Linked DNA regions of Mus musculus: region 1 is linked to region 2. A link is a contact called in public Hi-C data. All regions are on one chromosome and are shown on one strand. The core of a region is the stretch at or near the end of the contact, and the rest is flanking DNA. Distances in the headings are between cores, read along the strand shown.

The links. A called contact is a pair of places that touch in the nucleus more often than the background predicts.
Region 1: a contact with region 2 is called in a Hi-C map of cortical neurons, with 3 times the contacts expected there. The contact joins two enhancer-like sites. A contact is called at or near these places in 2 of 484 Hi-C or Micro-C datasets (cortical neurons and embryonic fibroblasts) and 2 of 9 other capture datasets (liver and pancreatic islet).

What each region holds. Positions count from the first base shown.
Region 1 is chr13:45,747,971-45,755,352 of GRCm38.p6, reverse strand. The region is part of intron 4 of Atxn1 (ataxin 1); the gene reads left to right. Among named protein-coding and RNA genes, the nearest start is that of Atxn1, 210 kb to the left of the region's middle. Within about 2 kb of position 5,207, at least 77 of the 459 cell types and tissues checked have an H3K27ac peak or open chromatin away from gene starts, as enhancers often do. A contact at or near this core is called in cortical neurons and embryonic fibroblasts, where this site is marked.
Region 2 is chr13:45,535,928-45,542,845 of GRCm38.p6, reverse strand. It overlaps Gmpr (guanosine monophosphate reductase), which reads right to left. Exons shown (of 9, transcript NM_025508.5): 7 at 3,779-3,821; 8 at 208-367. Among named protein-coding and RNA genes, the nearest start is that of Gm34582, 14 kb to the right of the region's middle. Within about 2 kb of position 3,390, at least 86 of the 459 cell types and tissues checked have an H3K27ac peak or open chromatin away from gene starts, as enhancers often do. A contact at or near this core is called in cortical neurons and embryonic fibroblasts, where this site is marked.

The DNA.
Region 1 (7,382 bases), core at 3,958-6,457, 210 kb before region 2:
ACCCCATTGGAAGTGCTATAGCAGGAGTTCCATGTAGAGATGGTCAGCAAGCATCCCAAACCAAACCAAACCAAACCAAACCAAACCAAAACAAAACAAAACAAAACAAAACAAAACAAAACAAAACAAAACAAAACAAAACAAAACAACCAGTAAGTCTTGGAAAGAGAATTCAGAGCTAAACATGTGAGCATACCAATCACTAAACATAAGTCCACTCCTCTGTATAAGCCTTCAGAAACACTTTAGACTTAATCAGAGTCAATTTAGAAGTTGCTTGATAACCTCTGCCCATGACCTCTGACCTCTACTTGCTTTCCCACTCACTCCCTGCTGCCACTGTTCTCCAAACCCTTTGGGAACAAGTATGTTTGTTCCATTGTCTCTCAAGCTGATCTTCCCCCAGCAGTAAGTAAGGCTGCTTCCTTATGGAAACCTTTTAATGAACTCTGGGGGTAGGATGTCAGAGGGAATGCTGGGGCCTGTAATAAAGCAGGAGATAGATTAACTGCCTTCACCAGTCCTGAGTCTTGTGAGTGTTTTTCCTAGAACAACCTTTTTCCTATTGTCAGGGATACTGGAGGCCATCTTGGCTGCCCCCCTCCCTCTCCTATAAATGCAGGGCTCTACAGCAGCCTTGACTATGGATATGTGTGTTACTTTCTTCCTGGTTTTATTTGTCTCCAAGGACAGGGTGTTGGGTTATTCTCTCTGGAAATTCATGCCAAGTCTAAAATTAAGGCAAGATGGTTCTTTCTCCAGCCCCACTGTCCACTCAGTAGTTTATATAGGAATGTTACAGAGTTTCCCTTCTATTTTACCATCCTGAAAATGGGGCTGGGAAAAACTCACCCTATTTTTGTAAGGACGAATAAAACCTAGACTTAAGACATTTTGAAAAATATATTTAATTGTAAAATATAAACATGTGGGGTTTTTTATTGCTCCCCTGTTGATTATAGTTAAGAAGAAAAATGCTTTTAGTCTGGCTTGTTGATCTAACAGATTGTATCCTATTTGGCAAGTACTCTACCATTGGCATACCTCTCCAGCCCAGTTGTATCCTGTTTGATTTTTTTTCTTTCCCTCACCCTTCCTGTTGCAGTTTCTTAAAATGGAAACCTTAAGTCAGGTGTGGTGGTACACATCCAGAATCCCAAAACTCAAAAGATTGAAGCAGGAGGATCATGCATTTCAGGTTAGCCTGGGCTACGTAGTGATACAATCATAAAATTACAATGTATAGAGTTGGATATCCAAAGAGCTACTCTATATTCTGTGGCTGGAGTTAGTAGTTGCATGGCTGTGTCTGACTTAGCTAACCTTTCTGAACTTCTGTTTCCTCTCCAGTGAATGGAGAACAGTGATGTTGCTGTCTGTTGGAATAGCTGAGTACTTTCACTCTGCAGTTATGAGTCCTAAAGAAAAAAAATTTTTAAACTGCTAATGAAGCTTGAGATGTAGCTCAGTTGGTAGGGTGCTTTGCTTAGTGTGCACAAAGCCCTACGTTTGATTTCTAACACCTCACAAGCTGACCATGTTGAGCTATGCCTGTAATCTAGCACACAGGAGGTAGAGGCAGGAGGATCAGAGTTCAAGTTTACTCTCAGGTGCGTAAAGATTCAGAGCTAGCCTAGGCTACAAGAAAGTTTCAATAAGCCTACAAATCTGTCTGCTTGTGATAACGACAATGGTTTCTTCCGTGGACTAATAATTGTCCCAAACATAGACATAAATGTCGAAATATATTTTGAATCTTGTTTCTAAAAGAACTTTTAAATTTTTTTCTTCCCCTAAATCCACAAGATACAGTAGCAAGAGGAATGAGGCGGACTGAACATCGATGAGGATATATAAGCAGCAGGTGGCTGTTCGGGTTCGGAAGGAACCATGTTGCTATGTATCCATGATATTTACATGGCCAGAATTGAGAAGGAATCCAGGAGGGACACAATATAAATGAGCTTGATGTCACAATCAAGCCAGGGGATGATGTACTAAGGTGTGTCCTTACCTGTGGTTTGATGTTCAACCACTGAGGTCTGGTGAATTCCTTGGGCATTGGTGACATGTTCCATGAGATAACATTCATCTCCATAGGAGCTGGCTTTCCTTGCTTTCTATTCCTGAAATAACTAGTGTCACTTGCTAAACTATGTCCCCACACAATGTTAGATCCCTAACCCCTAGCACCCCCAACATCCCTAGTACCATGTATGAGGTCTTTTTGGAAGTAGAGTGTTCACATCTGAGCAAGTAAGCATGAGGCCCCTGTTCTGATGAAAGGAGACAATTTGTGAAGGAAGACATCAGGTTGCCCTGAGTCTCAGAATATTGGAGATGGCAAGAAGACCGTGGAAGTTAGGAAGAGGCATGGGGCAGCCTGCCTCCCAGTATTCTTGCTCCTAGAAAGTACATGATGAGAAGACTTGCTGAGACCTCATTACAGACCCCCATTTCCTAAGACAACTAGACGATGCACTTCCATTGTTGAAACCACCTAGTTTGTGGCCTTTCATTATGACCTCAGGAAATCAGCCCATGTTGGCTGGCCAGTTTTCTGTACCCAACTTTTGTCTCTCTGACTCGTGGCTTTATGGGTGCTCCTGCACATCGTATGCAGGACTTGGCAGCATACACTGCAAGAGATGATACTTCCTGTGGTTTGGCTTCTGAAAGCAAATGCATTAAAGTCTAATCTTAAGCCTTGGGGGTTATTCAGAACCGGGCTTCTTCATGTTATAATTACCTCACTCTGCCATCCTTTCCCCTAAGACTACACCTTTGAGTGTTTGAGGAACGGAAGGAAGGAGGACAGTTGAACAGCAGAGGTTTAAAGCTCACTTATGCAAAGCCCTTCATTTTCTGATTCTCTCTGCAGGCTTGGGCATTTCTTGTGAAGATTTGGCATCTATTGTAAGCCTGCTTTCCTGGGGAGTATGGCAAGCCTGTAAGGAGAGAAGGGATCTCTCTCTCTCTCTCTCTCTCTCTCTCTCTCTCTCTCTCTCTCTCTCTCTCTCTCTGTGTGTGTGTGTGTGTGTGTGTGTGTGTGTGTGTGTGTGTGTGTGTGTGTGTAGTTTGCATGTTGTTTCTCTGAAGGATCCCATCAGGCAAGATCTTGTCTTCCTTCTCTTTGGAGAATGTTCATTTATATTATGTAAAACATTTAGGTTGGGTTTTTGTTGTTGTTGTTGTTGTTGTTTTGTTTAAAGAAACTTTCAGTGTAACATGTTGAGGTAGTTGGTTCTAGTTTAGATGGGAAAAATAAACTCATCATGCAAAGTAATCAGAGAGGTTATGTAATTATGCGAGCCCCTGACTCATTAACATATGACATCCTATCTCACAGAAAGCATCTCATTTCTTTGGTTTTTTTGTTTGTTTGTTTGTTTGTTTGTTTATTTGTTTTTTATGGCTCCTGAGAATTTTTTTGTGAAGTCCATGAAAGTACTTTTGAAAATCTGCTAGAAGATGATGGTCAACTATTATAACTAAGTCACAAGGAATTGTGTCTTGTCCCAGGAATTCCATGTCCTTGTTTAGCAGTCAAGACAGGGAGACCTCAAAAGGGGTTGGGGGAAGTGACAAAGTTAAGATCGAAACTCAGGATTTCCATCCTCTATAACATGTATTTTCTGAACCAATACTGAGGACCACGGCCCAATTCCAAAGACCAGAGGGAGGGCCAAAAGTGAAAGAGGCATGAGGGGTGCCTGGAGAAGACTTGGAAGAGAGCCCCTAACTCATTAAGGAGAAGATTTGAATCTCAGCCAGGCTTCAGCCTAGAGTTCTCTGAGTTAGACCTCGGGCTGCTGAGTGAGTTTACAATTGTATGCTTCCTACTGAAATGCTGAGGAATTCAGCAATGGGCCAGGAATTCACTTGGAGGTATAAGATCAGCCATGAGTCAGCACTTCACTGACTGATGCTGAGTCAGCACTCCCCTGATGCTGAGTCAGCACTTCCCTGATGCTGGGTAAGGGATATTTGGCCTTCCATTGTGAAGCTTTGTTTGAAATTTCCTATGAACTAATGCTAGGTTTCTCAAATGCGCCTCCAATTCTTCCCTGGCTCCTCTTCCCTTTGACTCTATTGTTCAGTAAGTGACTCATTCCTCTGAAAGGAAGCTAGCCCTTCCCTTCTGTCTGAGCCTAATAAATATACTCCAGGAGGCCTCCTAATACCGTGCCTCATTTTTTATTTCTTAGCAGATCATATGATGGATGGCTGTACTTTTATAATAAATTCAAAAGCCTCCCCTCAGTCCTCACCAGTTTGAATTGCACAAAAGAACATGAAGATAAGAGTGCTTTAAAATAAATCTCAGCTAATTATACATACAACCGCATTCACTAAGTGGGAATATTTTCAGGCCTTTCTATGCTACCCTGTGCCACCTGCTCCCAATGTAAATGGGCATAAATTTAGTTCCATTAAACAAAACACAGCAACTCTTCTCGGGTAGCACAGTCCTTTAGTCCTATTTCCGAGTTGGGAAACTATCTGTTGTGTTCCCTCATCAATGCTGGGCCTGTGTTAACCACACCACAAGGCTGTTTACTTGCATAGCTTGCGATTTTGCTAGCAGGCAAATAGGGCTGTGTCTTAGAAAAGTACTTACAGACTTGATGGCATCTGAACTCCGAGTTCCAGCAATTATGTGTCCCCATGAGTTGCGGAATACACACATTGGATTCTTCAGCTCATTAGGATCTTTTTTTTTTCTTTTTCTTTTTTTTTCTTAGACTGGCATCTTCACTTCGCTAGGAACATAATAAGGTCGCTTAGGAGGAATCCATTCATCTGTTATTGATTTCTGATGTCTGTTAGTCTAGACAGGGTGTTTCTTTGAGAATAGGAGAGTTAGAGCCACAATCAAATGAATCTCAGTTGTCAAGCTCTTTCTATGGCTGGCCTCCTTTGCTGTCTCCGGAATAGACTGGGTGTGGTAGCTCACTCAAGTAATCCTAGCACTCAAGAGGCTGAGGCTAGGGTCTGAGGCCCTCTTGGGCTACATAATGAAGTCAAGACTAACCTGGGCTACCCAGTCAAACCCTGTCTCAAAAATGGGGAAGTTCAATTGCTACACATAGGTGGTGTACACTGGCCCTGTTCTCAGATAAAGCATTTCCCTTCCCCAATTCCTTTTTCACTTGGTGTCTGGACCAGAAGACCTCAGCATCATGTCACACAAGTCAGGAAGTCCAGCTGTGCTCATCTGTCAAGAAAGGAGGAAGCTGCCTATCTGTCCCTGACTAAGGCTGAGTTTTTCCTGATCTTACCACCCCGTTTCCATAGCACCCCCCACCCCACTCCCACACCCTTGCCCCACATTCCTTTCCATTTTGTCCATTCAAAAACTCCTTCCTCCCTTAGAAAAGCTAAAAATACAAGCAACACTTTTCAAGGAGCCTCCCTTATTAGGACCGCATAGTTCAGCTGCTGGCGAAAGGGAGCCCTTCATTATCCTGACTGCACAGGGCTGTGTCTTACAAGTTTTCTGCTCTCTCCTCTGAGATGGTCACCCTCACCCAAGCCCCATTAGCTTTTCCATGGTAATAGAAGGTGACAAAATGCTTGAGGAAACCCCATGTCTACATATGATGGGGACCCCATGGCACTACAGAGAGCTGTGTGTATAGGTTCAAAGATCTTAAAGTCTCTAGATCTTCCAGCCATTGTTAGTGGGGAATTGTCAAATGATTATGGCTATACTCTAGACATGAAGCCCCCAGGATCACGGACTCACTCGTGGGTTGCCAGGAGTGTGCTGACTTGAAGAAAAAGTTCCGGGGAGCGGGGGGAGAGGGGCAGTCTGGAGCTGAAGTTCCCAAGCAGAGGTCCTGTTGTGTGTGATCCTGAGACACAACTTGGACACAGCCTGGACAGCTGGCTCTGATTACTGTGGGAACAGTGTGAGGAAGGCCATTGTCAGATTCCTCAGGGCTCAAAGGCACCGCCTTCCTAACACACTTGATCCCTGCTGGCAAGGAAAGACAAGGAACGAAGGAGTGTGGGATAGACAGGGTAGAGAAGGCCAAAGGTTGGAGTAAGCCGACGACTTCTGGTTTCTCTTGGTTTGGAAGCAAGGCTCAAAGCTGTTCTGTGACCCTCTCAGCCTGGTGTACTAAGACTTAAAGCCCCTAATGCCCTCTGTGCCTCTAGTCATTTTTTGTGTGCTAGACTTGATAATGAAAAAAAGAAATTGTTCATATGGTGTTCCTGTCTCTCACCTGGCCCCTGCCTGGACAAGGTCCTTACTAGTTAGTTTTCTAGCTGCTGTGATAAAAACAGCTGACAAAGGCAGCCTACAGTAGGAGGAGTTAGGGAAGGATATAGATCATCATGCAGAAAGGGCATGGTAATAGAAGCAGTTGGTCGAGTTGTGTCTGCAACCAAGAAGCAGGAAGCAGACCAGAAGTAGGACTGGGCAACGAATCACAAGGCCTGCCCCCAGTGGCCCACTTCCATCATTGAGAATCAGTCTCCAAAAAGCTCCACAGCATTCCAAAGCAGCATCGCCCACTTCAAACCAGTGTTTCAACCCATGAGCTCATGAGAGGTGTGTCACACTCAAACCATAACAGTGTCTCGCTCTTAACTCAGTCTGGCTTTGAGCTTCCTATCCTCCCCACCCCCACCCCTGCCCCCACAGCCTTCTCTGTGCCAGAAATTACAGGCGTGAGCCGCCACGCCCAGAAAAATAGAATTTCTGTGCAATTTCACATGCCACAATCAAGTTCTCTGATTCCAAAGCTTCTTGATGCTTTAAGCACAGATCTGACTAGCACACGGGGTCTCTAGTGACCTTCTGAGGAGTTAGTGGTGTTTAGCCCCAAGCCCAGAGGTCAGCAACGAGCTTAAACTCAAGGACAAAGCTCTAAAAGCATTAGCTAGCAATGCTTGAGAAGGCAGACACTCTAGAGAGCCCTCACTGTGCCAGACTTTGGGGGTTTTGAGAAAATAGTTGAGGGTCAGAGAGATGGCTCAACTGGTGAAGTCTCTTGGCACCAAACCTGATGAATTGAGTTTAAAATGTAGAACATACACAAGGAAAGGAGAGAAACCACCCCCTACGAATTGTCCTCTGACCTCCACATGCCTGTTGAAGCATGCCTGCCCCCACCAAAACAAACAAACAAACAAACAAACAAGCAAGCAAGCAAATAATGTAAAAGACAAGGTTTAAGATAAAATAGGGACTGGAGAAATTGCTCCGCAGATAAGAGTACTTGTTCTTACAGAGGACCTGGGTTCAGTTTCCATGACCCATGTGGTAGCCCATAACCTTCTGTGAATCCAGTTCCAGGAGATATAATGCCCCCTTATGACCTCCTCGGACACTGCAGGCAAGCAAATACTCCAAATGTAAGAATCTTAAA
Region 2 (6,918 bases), core at 2,141-4,640:
GGCTGGGTCATCCCCTCCCTGGCTTAGACCTTGTAATCATACCTCTGCCTGTCCCACGCTTGCTGTGGTAAATGCTAGCAGAATGTAAGTCAGTGCTTCGTACAAAGATGCTGGGTCTATATTTCTAGCCCCTCCCATAAAGGACAAGAATACACAGTGGCTCTAGCCAGACTGGTGGACACAGCCTAAGCCATGCAGTAGCCATACCTGTACTCGGCGACGCCTCCTGCGTGTTTCTTCATGGCTGTGTCTGAGCTCATGCCATAGAAGAGTTTCAGCTTCTGCCCGTTCCTCTCGATCACCTCACCTGCACACTCGGTGTGGCCTGAAAACATGCCTCCCAGCATGACAAAGTCTGCACCAGCTCCTACACGCCAACGAGTGGACAGAAGGACAGGGCAGAGGTAGGCTCAGAGAGTATAGCATCATCTAGAAAGAGGGTCTTGTCCATTTCATGCTCCCTGACTCTAAGCATGGTTCCGTGTCCATCTAAGACTGAAGACTGAAGGAAATGAGGGAGGGGAGAGACAGTCAGGAGTGCCTTGAATGGATCAGGGACTGGCTATGAAACCTTCCAAACAGGTCTTGCTCCTTTACATCCAGAGAGGCCTGGAAGATTGCGTGCATCTTACAAAGCATATCCTATGACCTTGAATTCGGTACTCTGACTGCAGGCTGGGGATGAAACTCAGTTTCCTATCATTCAGGAGGCCCTGGGTTTGATCCCAGCATAAACCAGGCATGGTACCATTTGCTTGTAATCTCAGCACTTGGGAGGCGAAGGCAGGAGAACAAGAAGTTACTCAAGATCATCCTTGGCTATATATATAGCTAGCCTGGGCTACTTGAGACCTTATGTCAAAACCAAAAACAATTCAACAAAATTTCAATTGATTTTCTATATTGCTGCCCTTGGATAACTATGGGTGTCAAATATGATGCATTATACAGTTCAGTTTGTATGTTGCAAGCTGAGGCCTCTGGGAAGTCATGCAGGTTACAGACATGAAGTTCTCGGTAGCCCTGTAAAACAATTGCTCTTTCCCTATGTGAAGGCTCAGTCAACCTATAGTACAGCAGGAAGATCCTCTCGAGGGCTCAGGCAAGTACTGATGCATCTTGGGCATCCCACACTCCTCAGCCATGAACCAAATTAACTTCTGTCAACTGAACAGTGGACTAAGAATTGAGACACTAACAATGATTTTTCCCTCGGAGTCACCAAGGGTTCCATTTGGAACTAAACTGGTCCATAACAGAATGCAACAGCATCTTTTATTTGTCTGATACAACTGTCATCTCCGAGGCCCACTGCCTCAGTCTGCTAACCTAGGCCTAGCCCTGGATGCTTCTAGCCTCTGGACAATCTAACCTAGGCCTAGAATGTCTTCAGCTCCGAGACTTGCTGCTGAATAAGCTCACCCTTTCTTGTTCTGCCTGAACTCTGGCTGGCTGGTTCAACTCAGCTGTTCTGACTCAAAATTCCTCTCCAAGCTGGCGGATTCACTCTGGACCTCTAACTGAATTGCTCTGCTTGGCCTCAAACTCTGAAAATCTGTTCCCATCTTCTGGCTTCTTCTCGTCTCTCTGGCTCGTTTTGTCTTCCCCTGTGTCGTAGCTTGTTCTCTCTGCAACCTGTCTCTACAACTCTCCAGTGAAACCGTCTCTTTCCTCTCTCCATCTGTGTGGCTCCTCCTTATGTTGCCTCCCCTCTCTCCTCATGAGAGTTGGGCATGTCCTATTCTGTCAAATCTTTCTCTGATTCATCACATTGTCTGCCACTCCATTAGACATCGCTTTCAAACATGGCTGGCTTCTTCTACAAACTAAATTTACCTTCATTGTTTGGGATTAAAGAGGTGGACTAAGAACATGTCTATATTCCAGCTAGAGGGATTAGAGGTGTGTGCTAAGGACTGAGCCACACCACAATTAGAAATAGTTCCCTCACCCCATTCCCCATCCCCCAAGTAAATAACACAATCTCAGGGCTCATGGTGTGATCAAATATCCTGCAAATGGATGCCGAGTAACAGGGTGAATGACAGACCAATAGTAGGTGAGAAGCAGCCTTGATGTCTCTGCTGGGGTCATCTGAACACTTATAAGGAAACACACACAAGCCCAGGGTAAGCACTAAGTCAATTCTACTCTGCTCCATCTGTTAGAAGGCGATGCTGTGTGGAGCTGACCCTGGTAAGCAAGGCATGGACTCCACAGTGTGCCACTAGCAGCTCTCAGACACCAATGCTGACCCCCGCCTCCCGCTGTGATTTTTTTTCTTGTTTTATTTTCAGACAGGGTTTCTCTGTATAGCCCTGGCTGTTCTGGAACTCACTTTGTAGACCTGTTTGAGGCTGGTCTCGAACTCAGAAATCCGCCTGCCTCTGCCTCCCGAGTGCTGGGATTAAAGGCTTGCGCTACCAAGCCTGACTCCGCTGTGATTTTTAAGGAGGCAGTGAGATAACTAGTCTGGCCAGACCTTCAGATGAAGAAAGTCACCAGCAGGAACCCTGAGCACAGATCTGCTCTACACAACTGCTTAAACTGGTTCCCGGTGATTTGTATTTCTCAACGCTCAAATTGCTTCCCAGCTGGCTTTTCCTAGACGAGGTCCTGCTCTCTTTCCTTGGTGCATGCAGGACTACACTTTAAACAGAGCAGGTCAAAGGCCTGAGGAAAGCTGAGGACAGCACCAAGCCTGGGGACATGGTACCTCCTGAAGGACTGTAGCTTTTTAGTGTGTTTAGCTCCCACTTAGTACTGTGGTCCATGGGGCATACCCGGAGGAAGCCCACACTAGGTAATGCTTAAGGATAAGGCCCTGCAGCTAACTGTGGGACTGTGACCTTGTCATACCCTGGATAGGCAAGATAGAAGAGGGTTTGTTCTCTCTTTCACAGCAGATCTAGGGGCAGGCATTTTTTTTTTATGCTATACGTTGGGTTGCTAAGAAACTGAGCCAGCAGGATCCTCCTCTATCACTGCTGTAAAAACAGACCAAGGGCTGGTGGGATGGCTCACCAGGTAAAGGCACTTGCTCACAAGCTGAAACACCCCCAGACCCACACGGTGGAAGGAGAGAGCTGATTACTATACAATGCACACAAATACAACGTAACTCTAATGTTTGTGTTGTTGTTACTATGACAAAAAGTTTTCTACCACAGTGTGTATGTGTGTGTGGTGTTGTATAGTGTACAGCTGAACAATCTGAGGCTGGGCAGGTAGTTCCCGTTTGTGGAAAGGGGGCAGCACATACGGGCTCAGCAGCTCTGTTTTACCCCCCTTCTTGTGAGATGTTAGTGTGTGGCACAAACAGGGAGCCCAGAAGCCCTACAGCAGAGACCTTGATGGGTTACAGCAGACACTACTGCCCTCTAGTGGGAGGCAGGCCTGGTCAACCTTCCACCAAGACTGGATCCAGCCAGGATGAGGTGGGGGCTGCTCCAGGTGGTGGTATCTGCACAGCGGAGCCAGAGTCACGGGAGCGAGCGCTGGGCATTCCCCTCTCTTACTGAAAACATCACAAGCCGACCCACTCCTAGCTCGCCATCCCCATTCTGGGCTCCCGGCTTGCTCAGCAACAGACCCGAAGCAAGCTGAGCCGGGAATTGGTTAGACAGAAATGAAACCCCCCGGCAAAGAAAAGTCCCGATGAGCTCAGAAGCCCCTCGGGGGTTCCCTTCTCCATCTGGTTCTTCCAAGCTATCCAGAGCTCCTCCTTCCCTGTCAGCCCCTCTCCCCCTTGTGGCAGAGCTGTGTCCCTCGTACTTACCAAAGGCTTTGGCGACATCTCCTGGACATGTGCAGCCTCCATCCTTCAAAGGAAGGAAGGAGAGAATATCAGTAAGGTGGGAACAGGCCAGACCATGCTCACCAGTGAGGAGGAAGTAACCAGGAACTACCTCCCATCCCTACCCAAGCAGCTGGCCCAACACTACCCTCACTTTGACGGTCAGAGGCCGTCACCCCTGCCCATCCACCCTCTGGTCTCAAGCACCTATGTCTGGGGAGGAGGACAAAGTGTGTCAGACTGGCCACTGTCCCCCGCTACACCATTATATAACATGCCCAGCCACTCCCTGCTCCCTCCTCCTCCCCGCTCAGAAGCCACCCCTCCCTGCCTACAGAGAGGTGAGATTTTTTTTTAGTCTGAGCGCTAGATTATTTTAAGAGCTGAGAAAAAGGGCACGGAGCTGGCTCCTCTATCTTCTCAGCTGCCTTGCATCTCCAGTCCATCAGATGTCCTTAAAAACAAGTGCTCATTGCTGACATCCACTCTGCCCACACAGCACAGGCTGGCCTCACAGGCAGCATGATAAGCTGCAAGCTTAGGTTACAGTCACTGACTCAAAGTTCCTAGGATACAGCCTTTACGTGCTTCCTTATTAGCGAGACCCCCAATGTGCAGGCTGCGATTTACTATCCTAGCAGAGCCTGGGTGATATGGAAAGAGAAGGGTGCCAATGCTCTCGAGTGCCAGCAAAGCACAGAGAGACAGACAGCCCGGGAAGGAACAGGAAGAGATGGGGACAGTGAACAAAGTGACAGGGATGTAGCCAAGCACAGCGTGGGCTTGACAAACGCCAAGACCTCAGAAGGAAGGCCCTGTCTTCATAAAGTGGGAGCCAGCTACACGGAGCTGGACATTTGGTTTAGGAACACATTATGTCTGTGGGGTAACAGGTGAAAGTCGGCAAGGCAACCACCTCTTGAGTTGCAGGTGGGGACATCTAGCTACAAGAGGGGCAAGACCCTTCCTTGCAAAGAACATCTCACCCCGAAAGTACTAGGCTCTGTGACTCGACACTCTTCTGTTTGGCCGGAGACAGAGTCTCACTATGTCAACCTCCTGGGTGCTGGGACTACAGGCCTGCACCCCCCACACACACACACACATACACTAAGGATAGTCTTTCTCCATCACCTAATTGGCCCTCACACTCCAAGGAGGAGGGTTCAAAGCCTGCTGCTTAGCTATCCTTGCTGATAGATGTCTGTGAGCCTATCACTCAGAATGCAGAGGCAGGAAGATTCAGAAATCAGAGACAGACATCATCAATATATATGTATAATATATATATATATATACACATAATATTATACATATAATATATGTGTATATATTATATGTACAATATATATATTATAAGTATAATATATGTGTATATATTATATACTACACATATAACACATGTATGTTACATATTATATGCATAATATATATACATATATATTATATGTATAATATATATGAGCATAAACAAAATGTTTTTATGCTTGCAGCTCTGATCAGTGGGGAGGTGCTGAAGACTCAGTCTTTCCTTCCAAACATTTCTAAGGGTAAATACTTGCTCAGTCAAGTGCATGGTTCTCGAGTGGCTCCCGTGAAGCCTGACTATTTTAAGAGTCAGATTCTCTGGACAAGGTATCTGGGCAAAGCCCTCAGTGTGACATCACAAAAACCATGTGACTGCTTCCAGGCTTGTTTCTCTTCGCCTCCAAATGTTTGCTTTCCACTTCACATGTCCCTTGCTTACCCCGCTCGCTTTCTAGAGTTTTATCTTAGATAAAAACCAGCTCCAGGAGCTGGTTGGGCGGCTAGAAGTGGAAGCTATGCAAACCCATGGCCCAAGTCAGTCCTAATCCAATCCCCAGAACCCACGTGAAAAGCAGGATGTGGTGACATGTCCCCATGATCCCAGCATGTGCCCGTGAGCCCAGCGTTCCCCTGATGAGATGTAGAGACAAGAATCAGGCAGAGAAAGTTATGAGGCAGCTAGCCTGGGGTACACAGCACAGCAACAAGAGACTGTTTCCACATGGTAGGAGAAAACGGACTCCCTAAAGGTGTCCTCTGACCTTCACTCGTGTGCATGGGTTATATAGACACAAAAAAGGCATAAAAATTAAAGCCAGCGCTACACACAGGACTGCAACCCATAATCAGATTACATAAACGCAAGCTTTTGTTTGTCGCTGAGTCCCCAGCAATGTGACTTCAGAATACTCTTTGCGCACTCCTAAGTAGCTTGGGACTACACTAGGATTTATCATGTGAACACCTGAAAAAAAAATCACAGGATGGTGGTCAGAACTAACGCCTGTCTCAGAAGCCCATTGTCACTGAGACCTCAAGAAATGCTTCAGGCTGGAGATATGGCTCAGCTGATAGGCATACTGCTCTTCCAGAGGACCTGGGTTCAATTCCCAGCACCCACACAACGGTTTACAACCATCTGTACTAGGGGAGCTGATGCCTTCTCTTCAGGCTTCCGCAGGCACCAGGCACACACCTGGTACAGAGATATATGTAAGCAAAAACAATTATACACATACCATTTTTTAAACTAAAAAAGCAGACAAGCCTATTTTCCAGTGGACCCAAAGTCCTTGGTTAATGTGGCTGCATAATACCATGGAGAGAGTATTTTATCCACGGTCTTGTCTGTTCACGTTGCTGGTGTGTACACTTACGAGAAACGGGTGATGCACATCCAACATGCCAGAATACAAGAGGTGTTGAGTGCAAAGCAATTTAACATGCTTTATCAAGAGGCTGAAGTTGGCACCTTCTACAGTTTACAGTTCAAGGAATCCCATGATGCTCTAGGAAGACAGAACATGGAGTACCCTCCTGTCAACTAAGATAGTCAGCTGCTAAGAAATTGTAAAACAATTGAGTCTTGGGCAAATATGCAAGGCAGGAATTGACAATCTTTGCTTGTCTTGTTTCTCAACATGGCTAGCGTTATATTTAAGGACAGAAGGCATCATGGGATAGGAGTGATTTGGTTCAGGGATTGCTGGCATGCCTCTTCTGATTAAAAATAGTTGCTCAGGGACTGAGGTGATGGCCCAGCTGGTCAATCGTTTGCCTCCTAATTGTGAGGACCTGGGTTTGAATACCCAGAA